Linked DNA regions of Sus scrofa: region 1 is linked to region 2. Evidence: chromatin contacts called from public Hi-C data. All regions are on one chromosome and are shown on one strand. The core of a region is the stretch at or near the end of the contact, and the rest is flanking DNA. Distances in the headings are between cores, read along the strand shown.

Region 1 (5,259 bases), core at 333-2,832, 120 kb before region 2:
AGAGTTCTTAAAATAAAAAAATATAAATATAAAAAGAAATATAAACATACATTCGAGCAGACTGTGGGCAATAAATGAGAAAATGGTGAGGGCAAAAATGGCTGAGAGTGAAAAAGCGGCAGACAGTTAAGTGTGCAGGTTAGAAGAAGAAAAAAAGACTACAAGAAAGGGGCATCTGGGGAGTTCTCTTGTGGCACAGCGGGTTTAGGAAGCATTGTCACTGCAGTGGCCCAGATGGCTACTGTGGGCTCAGGTTCCATCCCTGGTCCTCGAACTTCCACATGCCTCAGACATGGCCAAAAAAAAAAAAACACGTTGGGGGGCATCCGGCATGAACTCCCTCATTATCTCCTCACTGCAAACCTCTTGTTGCGCGCCCTTTCACTAGCTCATTAGCTACAACTGGCCATCTTTCGGTTCTTAAAAACGAAGTTCTTTCCTGTCTCAAGGTATCTACTCCAGTCTAGATGCTCTTTCCTTTAGTCCTCTCAGGACTGGCTCCTTTCTCACACTTCAGATCTCTTCCAATGCCACAGAAACATTTCTTCAGAAAAGTCTTTCCTGGCCAACCAACCAAACGTGGATCTTTCTCTTTCCATCACCTCTTATTTCCTCTTCAAAGCTCTTATCAACTGTATTTACGTAAAATGTTTAGTTTATCGACTCCACCAACAGAATGTAAGCTTTCTGAAAGCAGAGGTTTTGCCTTGAACACTTCTTTTTCCTCATACCCCAAACTTGACATAGAATGATAGGCAATGCTTATTAAATTCTGCTGAAGAGAATGAACGGCAGAAAGTGAGAAGATAGTTCGGGAAAAAGTCGGCGTCGTAGTCAGCTGTTTCTAGGGAAGGTAACAGGAAGGGAGCAGGTAAAGCCAGATGGGCTGGAGGCCCTCACAGGAAGCGGAAGGTTTACGTCGGCGAGAAAAGGGGGTGTTGGATGAGGGCTGCAAGCTTCTCCCTGTCACGCGTGGGGTGGGCGGCTAACTTGTCAAAGGGGCATCAATCGCTTAGTGACCAACTCCGGGGCGTCCCGTAACCGGGAGCCAAACGCTAAACTCTCTTCAGACACCCCTAGGTCCCGCCTAGCGGTCCTACTCAGCCGTCGTCCACGAAATCGCTAGTCCACCGGACATCAAACTTAACGCCCGGGCCCCAGCCCCTTGCGGGGAGGCAACGTATGAGAAAAACGGCACCTTCGGCCGAGTCACAAAGAGGATCTGACACTGGCCCAGCATCCCGGCGCCCGCTCACCAGCTGGCTGACGCGCTTCTCCCCGCCCCCAGCCCGCCCCGCGGCCCGACTCCGGCCCTCACTTACGCTTGTCTCCGGGCTATGAGCCGATGCATGGGAGTCGCCATCTTAGCGCAGCTGACGCCCGCCGCGCAGGATTTTGGGAAGTTCCTCCAAGGGGGCGGGGCCTTCGAACCCTGGAGGCTGTCGGCGTGGGCGGAGCTAGTCCCGCCTGGCGAGTCGCGGGGGCAGCTTCTGGGGCAAGTAGGGGGTTGGGCCTGTGTCGGGCCCTTGTTTGAGGAAGAGGAGTGAGGTCGGTTGTCTCTTCTGAACAAGGCTTTTGAAGGGTGGGGTCATGTAATTGCTAGGAGAGACAGGGAAGAACATTCTCCAATGAGGTGTTGATCTGTTCCTTCCCTTTTCTTTTTTCACCTGTGGAATATGGAAGTTCCGAGGCTAGGAGGTCAAATCCTGGCTGCAGCTGCCGGCCTACGACACCGCAACTGGGAACCCAAGCCACGTCTGGAACCTATACCGCACCTCACATGGCAGCGTAGGATCCTTAACCCACTGATGGAGGCTAGGGCTCGAACCCGTGTCCTCTTGGATACTAGTCAGTTTCAGTTATTGCTTAGCCAGGGGGAACTCCTGGTCATCTTTATACACAAATGAATTTTTATATATAAATGAATGAAACTGCAGTGTTGAAGAAACTAGAAGTTGTCTGGAGAGCAAAGTGAAAAACAATGAGTTAAACAAGAGTAAGACCATCAGATGAGGAGTTCCCGTCAGTGGCTCAGCGGGTTATGAAACCAACTAGTATCCATGAGGATGCTGGGTTCAATCCCTGACCTTGTTCAGTGGGTTAAGGATCCTGTGTTGCCTCTGCTGCGGTGTAGATCAAAGATGTGGTTCAGATCCAGTGTGGCTGTGGCGTGGGCTGGCAGCTGCAGTTTGCATTCAACCCCCAGCTGGGGAACTTATATATGCCGCAGGTGCGGCTTTAACAAAACAAAACAAAACAAAAAAACCGTCCATTGAAAAATGCTGACCTTATCAAACCATCAAGTGCAATATATGTTAATTACTTACATTTTTATGTATATCATAGTGATGTTATAAGGGTATAGGTAAATTTGATTTGTCAACTGGAAAGAGTAACAAATATTAATTATTTAAGGATATTTTAGCATTTAATGACAGATCATGGAGGTTTAGTCTCCTAAATCCATTTTGTACAAATTTTTTTTTCTTTTGTCTTTTTGCCTATTTCTTGGGCCGCTCCCTTGGCATATGGAGGTTCCCAGGCTAAGGGTCCAATCGGAGCTGTAGCCGCTGGCCTATGCCAGAGCCACAGCAACGTGGGATCCAAGCTTCATCTGCAACCTACACCACAGCTCACAGCAACGCCGGATCCTTAACTCACTGAACGAGATCAGGGATCGAATCCGCAACCTCATGGTTCCTAGTCGGATTCATTAACCGCTGAGCCACGACGGGAACTCCGATTTTGTACCAATTTAATTCATTTAGACATTCTGTTTTCTTCCAAAGATCTGCTTGTGCCAGTATTTGTATGGCTTTGATTTCCATAGTTTATTTTTAGACTATTTTGATGTCTGGTAGGTCAAGTCTCTCCTAAATAATTCTAGTTCTCCTCAATTCTCTTTATTGCTCTTAAACATTCATTTTTCTAGATGAAGTTTGTTCTCAAATTTTCAAGTTTTCCACAAAACAATATTAAGATGTATTTGTCAACGAATTTTAAAGGAAATTGCACTACAGCAAATGTGAAAAGGCAAGAGAGAGTAAGATAAAACAAATAGGAGGAAGCAATTATTACTATTATTACTATTATATATTTTTAGGGCCACACCCTTGGCACATGGAAGTTCCTAGGGTAGGGCTCTAAATGGAGCTGTAGCTGCCGACTTACACCACAGTCACAGTCAGGCTGAATCTAAGCCAGATGTGCAACCTACACCACAGCTCACACCAACCCTGGATCCTTAACCCACTGAAAGAGCCCGGGGATGAAACCCTCGTCCTCATGGATACTAGCTGGTTTTGTTCCCACTGAGCCATGAGGGGAACTCCCAGGAAGCAAGTATTACTATAATTATTATTACAAGTTACTTGGATTATAGATAATAAATGCTATTAGAGCACATTGATAAATCCCCAGCACTGGATCTTACTCCCAAAAATTCTGGACAAAATCAAAAATGAAAACCATAGAACTGCTAGGTAACTTCTGTTACATGGACATTGTGGTATACACTTGATAAAACAATTCCCTTTCTTAAGAAGTCCTGAGAGTACTCTGGAAAGATGATTTCCGTACTAGGCAAAGCCATAATAAAAGCCTAGGGTCACAAAACCGATGTAACTAGATACTCGCAAGGAAAGTCATGCCTAACTATTTAGCTCACTTGAAGGGAATCAGTGAGTATGTGGACACACACTCATTCATGCAAAATTTAACAGCTAGTACTAAGAACCTGTCTTTGTCCTCCTCTGAGGATTCATAGGCTATTAATAAACCACTACAGACATGCCTTAAGCGGTGCAAGCATAAGTCAAGTCATAAGTCGCTGGAGACCTGAAAGTCTTAAAACAATTGCTGGGAGAGTTTGATAAAGCCTTTCAAGGGAGACGTATTTGCCTCAGAAAGAATTGTTGAGCATGGCCCGGAGCCTGTGGTGTGGGAGACTGCAAAAGTGGGAAGAGTGCAGTGTTATCAAGGGTATTATTTGTCATGCTGAGGAATTTGCATTTTATCTGAGAAATGATAGGAAAGCCTTACATTGAAGAAACACTTAGAGTCTTTTTAAGAGTCTCAAAGCTGAGTTCTCTCTCTTTTTTTTTTAATTACTCAAATGAATTTATCACATCTGTAGTTGTATAATGATCATAACAATCCATTTTCGCAGGATTTCCATCCCATAACCCAAGCACATCCCCCCAACCCCCAAAGTGTCTCCTCTGGAGACCATAAGTTTTTCAATGTCTGTGAGTCAGCATCTGTTCTGCAAAGTTCAGTCTGACCTTTTTTCAGATTCCATGTGTCAGTGAAAGCATTGGATGTTGGTAGACTGAGGAGTTCTCTTGTGGCACAGTAGGTTGAGGATCTGGCGTTATCACTGTAGCAGCTTGAGTCGTTGCTGTGACACAGGTTCAGTCCCTGGCCTGTGAACTTCCACAAGCCACAGGCGGGGCCGAAAAAAAGTGTTAAGACTCCAAGTAGAGAGACCAGTTAAGTGACTTGATCTGTAAGAAGCCAAGCCACATAACTCCATTAATTATGACATAGATTCCATAATCTCTGTTAATTTGAGATGGTATAAAATTTGAGGTAATATTAATGTAATCTTAGGAAGAAATCAAGATATTATCAGCTCCTTTAGAAAATATTTTTTTTTTTTTTTGTATTTTGTCTTTTTTTTGTTGTTGTTGTTGTTGCTATTTCTTGGGCCGCTCCCACGGCATATGGAGGTTCCCAGGCTAGGGGTTGAATCAGAGCTGCAGCCACCGGCCTACACCAGAGGCACAGCAACGCGGGATCCGAGCCGCGTCTGCGACCTACACCACAGCTCGCGGCAACGCCGGATCGTTAACCCACTGAGCAAGGGCAGGGACCGAACCCGCAACCTCATGGTTCCTAGTCGGATTCGTTAACCACTGCGCCACGACGGGAACTCCAGAAAATATTAAGAAAAGAGAAAATAATAGCAGTAGGGCTAGAAAGACCAAAATTAGTTAAAAATGAAGAAATTAATAAAACCCATAATATTAATGGTGTTTGCAAATTTATGTATATGTCAGATATATATAATAGTTATTTAATTAGTTGTTCAGCTGTAATCAACATTTAAATGCTCAGGAAAAATTTTTTCACCTTTTACAAGACGTGTTGGTTTCATATCTTTATTATTAAGATAAAAGAACAGGAGTTCCCGTCGTGGTGCAGTGGTTAACGAATCCGACTAGGAACCATGAGGTTGCGGGTTCGGTCCCTGCCCTT
Region 2 (5,835 bases), core at 2,931-5,430:
CCCTGCTAGACCCTGTGTCCCCAGGCTTAGAGAAGAAAGCCCTTTGGCGAGGGACAGGCAGAAGCTCAGTGTGTGAAGGGCTTATATAGAACAGTCTTCTGAGTGGAGCACTCCTGGGATAAAAGACTTCAGACTGATAGGCCCAGTGCCTGGCCCGGGCCAAAGAAGGGTAAGTTTGATTTTGAGCTATTATCTCCAAAGGACTCAAAGAACAGGAATAAAAGTCTAAGGGTAAATGAAACCAAGATGGGACTAGGGGAGTTCCTGTCTTGGTGCAGTGGTTAACAAATCCGACTAGGAACCATGAGGTTGCAGGTTCGATCCCTGGCCTTGCTCAGTGGGTTAAGGATCTGGCGTTGCCGTGAGCTTTGGTGTAGGTTGCAGACTTGGCTCGGATCCTGCGTTGCTGTGGCTCTGGCGTAGACCAGCAGCTACATCTCCAATTCGACCCCTAGCCTGGGAACCTCCACATGCTGCGGGAGTGGCCCAAGAAATGGCAAAAAGACAAAAAAAGAGATGGGACTAGGGCAGTCATGGGCCCCGGGAAGGTTGGAGCTACAATGAGGGGGTGGAAATGGCCTGTCAAGGCAGTGATCAATCCTCCCTTGACCCATGAACCTGTTCAAATTATGCAAGGTTAAGGGTGTGTACATTTACACCTTCAGGTCCACTGCTTTCATCAGATTCTCAAAGGTGTCTTTGACGCAAATACACAGCACTTAGACAGCAAGGCTTGTGAATAAACTTGGACAAAGAGCCAAGAAAATGAGACTGTGTTTGGTGAGGCAAGTTTTCTTCACATTGCTGTCCTTTAAGCCCACACAGACTCTTAAATATCACTCATTCCCTATGACCTCAGCCCTGTCTATGGCTTTGTCATTAGCACATCTACCTATGGGGGAGTAGCTCAAAGTCAAGGAATGAAGGGTTTCCTGCCTTTATCACACATTCAGGAAGCAAGAGTTAAAGGATGAAGGCCCAAGTCTGTCAGTCTCAGCTGTACCTCCTTACCCGACTTGACCAACAGTGCACTCTGTCTTACTGAAGTGTGTTTTGAGGTACTTTAGCTTTGGTTCCTGAAAGGCTGGAATAATCATTCAAACATAAAGGAAAGATATAGCCTGGACCATTATCTGAGCTAACCTGTAAAAGTTGCTACGCTGGACCAGCAGGATGTGTCCTTAGAAGAAAGCACGTTTCAGAGTTCCCATCATGGCTCAGTGGTTAATGAACCCAACTAGCATACGTGAGGACTAGGGTTTGACCCCTGGCCTCCCTCAGTGGGTTAGGGATACGGCTTTGCCATGAGCTATGGTGTGGGTCACAGACATGGCTCAAATCTGGCCTTGTGGTGGCTCTGGTGTAGGCTGGTGCCTACAGCTCTGATTTGACCCCTAGCCTGGGAACTTCCATATGCCAAGAGTACAGCCCTAAAAAGACAAAAAGAAAAAAAAAAAAAGGAAATTTCTAGAAATGGAGTATTGAACCAGAAGCACAAAACTGTCAACACCTACCATCTCATGGTGAAGGGAAAAGGGTACCTTTTCTCCCCGAAGGATGATTCAAAGGCTCTAAGACAGGGGTAACATTTTCCATGAAGGGCCAGAGGAGGAATATTTTAGGCCTTCTGCGCCATACATGGCTAAAAAAACCACTGTTAGCCACCCGGTACAAACACAGTCGGCTTGCTGACCCCAGTTCTAGAAACAAAGGGGTCACCTCACCCCCTCCTTTGACAGCTGACTTCATCAGGCTAAGGCAGCCTTGCCTTAGGAGGAAAGGGGGTATAGCATAGCTTTAAGCTTTAAGAAGACAAACTTTGGAGTTCCTGTCGTGGCTCAGCAGTAACAAATCCGACTAGTATCCATGAGGATGCGGGTTCGATCCCTGGCCTTGCTCAGTGGGTTAAGGATCCAGCGTTGCCGTGAGCTATGGTGAAGGTCGCAGACGCAGTTCGGATCTGGTGTTGCTGTGGCTGTGGTGTAGGCCTACAGCTGTAGGTCCAATTAGACCCGTAGCCTGGGAACTTCCATACGCCTCGGGTGAAACCCTAAAAAGCAAAAAAAAAAAAAAAAAAAACAAACCAAAAAACACTCCACAAACTTCAGGGCCAGTCTCTACCATTCACAACCTAGACAATTGTGGGCAAATCACTTCACCTCTCTGTGCCTGTGTCCTCATCTGCAAAAGGAGTTTAACAGTAATACTTCAAAGGTATTTGTGAATAAAAAACAAAAACCAAAGGCAGTTGAGGTTTAAAAGAGCTTATTCATGTAGAGGGCTAAGAAGAATACCTGACACACAATAATTACAATACAGTTAGGAGATTTTATTGTCATGGGAGCAGAGGGCAGAAAGCCAACATTCGCTGTAGTCCGTGTTATTCACAACAGGTCAAGTACAGGAGTAGCTGCAGCTACATTCTTGTGGATTACAGAACAAAAGGTGAGCCACAATCCTTCACCAAACTTACACTAGCCAAAATGGTTCAGGACTCATGCTGGGAGAGGAATTCATGAACTTGAAAATTACCAGTCACATCCAAGGATTATGCTCACAAAAACGCAAAATCGTAACAGTGCAGCCCATAGAAAGTTTATTGTGTCTTCAAGACACTACAATGTGGACTCTTCTCCCAGAGATGGGTCTTTCAGAGACAAGGAACCATCATCCTGATGAGTTGGTCATTTGTCATTTTCATAGGCAGCTGGATTCTTCCTCTTGGATTTCTCAAACTCCTGGGTTCCCCATGTGTAGACAAGATAAAACACTACAAATGCTATAAAAAGAATAAGAGTAAGCAGAAAACACACATAAGACACATGGGTCCCAGTCCTCTTATAACTCACAGTATATTCTGATTTCCTGCCTGTAATTTCTTTTTTTTTTTTGTCCTTTTGTTGTCTTTTTGTTGTTGTTTGTTATTGTTGCTATTTCTTGGGCCGCTCCCGCGGCATATGGAGGTTCCCAGGCTAGGGGTTGAATCGGAGCTGTAGCCGCCGGCCTACACCAGAGCCACAGCAACGCGGGATCCGAGCCGCGTCTGCAACCTGCACCACAGCTCACGGCAACGCCGGGTCGTTAACCCACTGAGCAAGGGCAGGGACCGAACCCGCAACCTCATGGTTCCTAGTCGGATTCGTTAACCACTGCGCCACGACGGGAACTTCTCCTGCCTGTAATTTCTAAGAAAACACTCTTAAAACAGATGATCAAGAAAGGTTACATTACACACCCATTTTGCAGGTATGTAAAAAGGGTTTACCCAGGAAAATGTGTGCCTATCCCTCCCCTGTTGCACTTTTTAAAATACTGAGATAACTGAGATAAAATTCACGTAACATGAACTTTATCATTTAACCATTTTGAAATATATTTCTATAGGTAGCAAAGTCACAAAGATGTGCAATTATCCTATTAGCTGCACCCTTAATACAAAACAGTTCAGCGCTAAGGGAAAAGTGGGTAAAGGTGACCTCAGAGGAAGACGTTGGCGTCCCAAGTGACCTTGGACCAGTCATATAAGTTCTATGTGACTCACCCCTGTCATCTGGAAGATGGGGACGATGATATGACCAGTTCAAGGGCCTTCAGGAATATTCAACGAGAAAACGTGTGTACAGAGAGCTGCAGAGTGCCTACTCGTAGCAGAGCACTGAGGGGACCCGCAGTTCCCACTGTGACTAGGAGTCCAGCTCCCCCCCCACCGCCCGCCCAGCCAGGACACTCACGCGGCGCAACACGAAGGATGCACGCCCGAGTGCGGCGCAGCACATTGGGGATGCCCTTAGTGAAGTAGTGCGGGAAGGCGCGCTGCTCGAAGGGCGACAAGCTGTAGGTGATCACATGGCGCATCCGCGTCAGATGCCCAAACTCGCGACCCATGATCGCACCTGCGCCTGCAAGACGGAAAGACAACAAGCGCTGGGTTCAGGCTCCGGATGCGCCGTCCCCAACCCGAGGTCCTCCCCAAAGCTCCTGATCCCTCCCGGGGCCACCGAGACCGAGCAACCGGACCCTACTCTCCAAACCGAGGTCACCTCGCCCTCCACAGGACGGGATTCACCGGCTTCCGCCTGCCACTTCCGGTAGGATCGGGCGCTGCGCAAGGAGGCGGTGAGGTCACTTCCGGGAGGACCCATTCCCGGCGTTCTCCAGGGGAAGGCGCCATTGCTTCCAGTGTGGGAGTTAAGTACCCCCTTCAGGTGACGTGTGATGGACGGCGCCTGCCCGGGGTCCGGGCAGAGCACGGCTGAGCGGGCGCTGGAGCTCCGGCGTGGCTCAAGGTTTTCCTCGGGCCTCACCTCTCCCGGAAGACGCAAGAAGCGGCCGGAAACGAGCGGACTAAGAGTCGGAGAGCAAGGGGCCCGCCGACCTCAAGCGCCGCGCTGGCAGCGCGCTTAGGGCCCGGCGTCATCGCGCGGTGGAGAGCGCCCCTGAGGTCGAAGGAAGTCCAGCCGCCTTGCACCTGACGCGAGGTTTTACACGGTCTTGTTCTGTAGCAGGATCGGGGCTCGTTTATGTTCAGACCCTTCGAGACTCCAGGACACGAATCAGGGACACGAATCTGGGGCTTCTCTTGGCAATCTGGATTATATTTCACTGGTAGGGTGTAGGTTTTCCCGAGAGAGAATAAAAACGTTTCCTTAAACTCAGCCACGGGAGACCTCAAATAATTGTCCAGCAACTGATGAACTGCTGTTAGTGGTGGCAAGAGGCGACCTCCATAGCCCCCGCTCCCCCACCCCGACAGAGTTCAGCCTAGAGCGGGATGTCACGTGACCCACAATTCATTCCATTTCCAAGGAAGGGAGGCAGGAATGTTGCAGGTGATGCCGTTTTTTGTTTTTGTTTTTGTTTGGAAAATGCTTTCTACTTAAGGCGGCTACTGCCGCCCTGTACAGCTGACTGACTTTTTCATTTGATGCAGCGTATCTGTGAATGTTCCGTACACGGAATTGCTGGTCATATGTCATTTAAGACCAAGCTCGTTTTCAGCAGTTTGGTTGTGTTTTATAACCCTTCCTAACCAAGGGCCAGGGAGGCTGAACAGGCGATAAACCTAAAATTTACAGATATACCTCGGTTTTATCAGCCTAGGTACTGAATAGACGGCTTCTTTATCTTGTACCTTGAGTGTACTCAGCTATTTAAGGTGCAGCCTTGTCTTCTTTCTCTAAAACATTATCTCTAACCTAATCTCAGACCAGAGGCAAGAACATACTTGAAACAGATGAAAACACAAATACCCTAGAAAATTCTCCCACCTTCTGGACGATCGATGAAAAATAAAACTTTGATTTTCCAGCACCTGAAAATATCTAAACCTTTCAACTAAAAGTATGTATAGATAAATGTGGAAAGTAAAGACATCAAGATACTACATTTTAAAATGTCAGGATCAAAGGTGACGTCCTACTTTTTAAAGCATGTTGCAGTCTTCCAATTATACATCCTTCCTAAGCTCCTTTTCAGAACTAGGGAACTTAACAGTTCTCTGCTCTCTGGAATTTCAGTGCCAGTTGTGACTTTCACCCTCCGAAGTAACTTGCAGTAAATAATTATTCTAAGCACCTGGAAGCGGAGAGGTGGTGAGAATGAAAGGAGTAAACCTAATACCATAAATTGCATACCAACAGATCTGCGTATCATCATGAATAATAAATTAGCTTTTCCGCATGTCATGGGAATTTCAGCAAGCACCTAAGAAACGTTTTAAGAATCCTAATCTCTCACAAAAAAATTGGTGTTTTTAAGGTCATTCCTTAATTCCTCTTAGCCTTTCAGCTGCACAGCTAGTCGATTAGTATAGCAACTTGAGATGTTTAAGTAAAT

The links. A called contact is a pair of places that touch in the nucleus more often than the background predicts.
Region 1: a Hi-C map of skeletal muscle shows a contact between it and region 2, with 2.9 times the contacts expected there. The contact joins the promoter of ZCCHC10 here to the promoter of LOC100524308 in region 2. A contact is called at or near these places in 3 of 47 Hi-C or Micro-C datasets (heart right ventricle and skeletal muscle) and 2 of 2 datasets of contacts at active chromatin or transcription factors (alveolar macrophages and skeletal muscle).

Annotation. Positions count from the first base shown.
Region 1 is chr2:135,302,177-135,307,435 of Sscrofa11.1, reverse strand. It overlaps ZCCHC10 (zinc finger CCHC domain-containing protein 10), which reads right to left and starts at 1,582. Exons shown (of 4, transcript XM_003123930.3): 1 at 1,323-1,582. The coding sequence starts at 1,363.
Region 2 is chr2:135,184,711-135,190,545 of Sscrofa11.1, reverse strand. It overlaps LOC100524308 (cytochrome b-c1 complex subunit 8), which reads right to left and starts at 4,180. Exons shown (of 3, transcript XM_003354278.4): 1 at 4,041-4,180; 2 at 3,732-3,899; 3 at 2,309-2,779. The coding sequence starts at 3,885. The coding sequence ends at 2,685.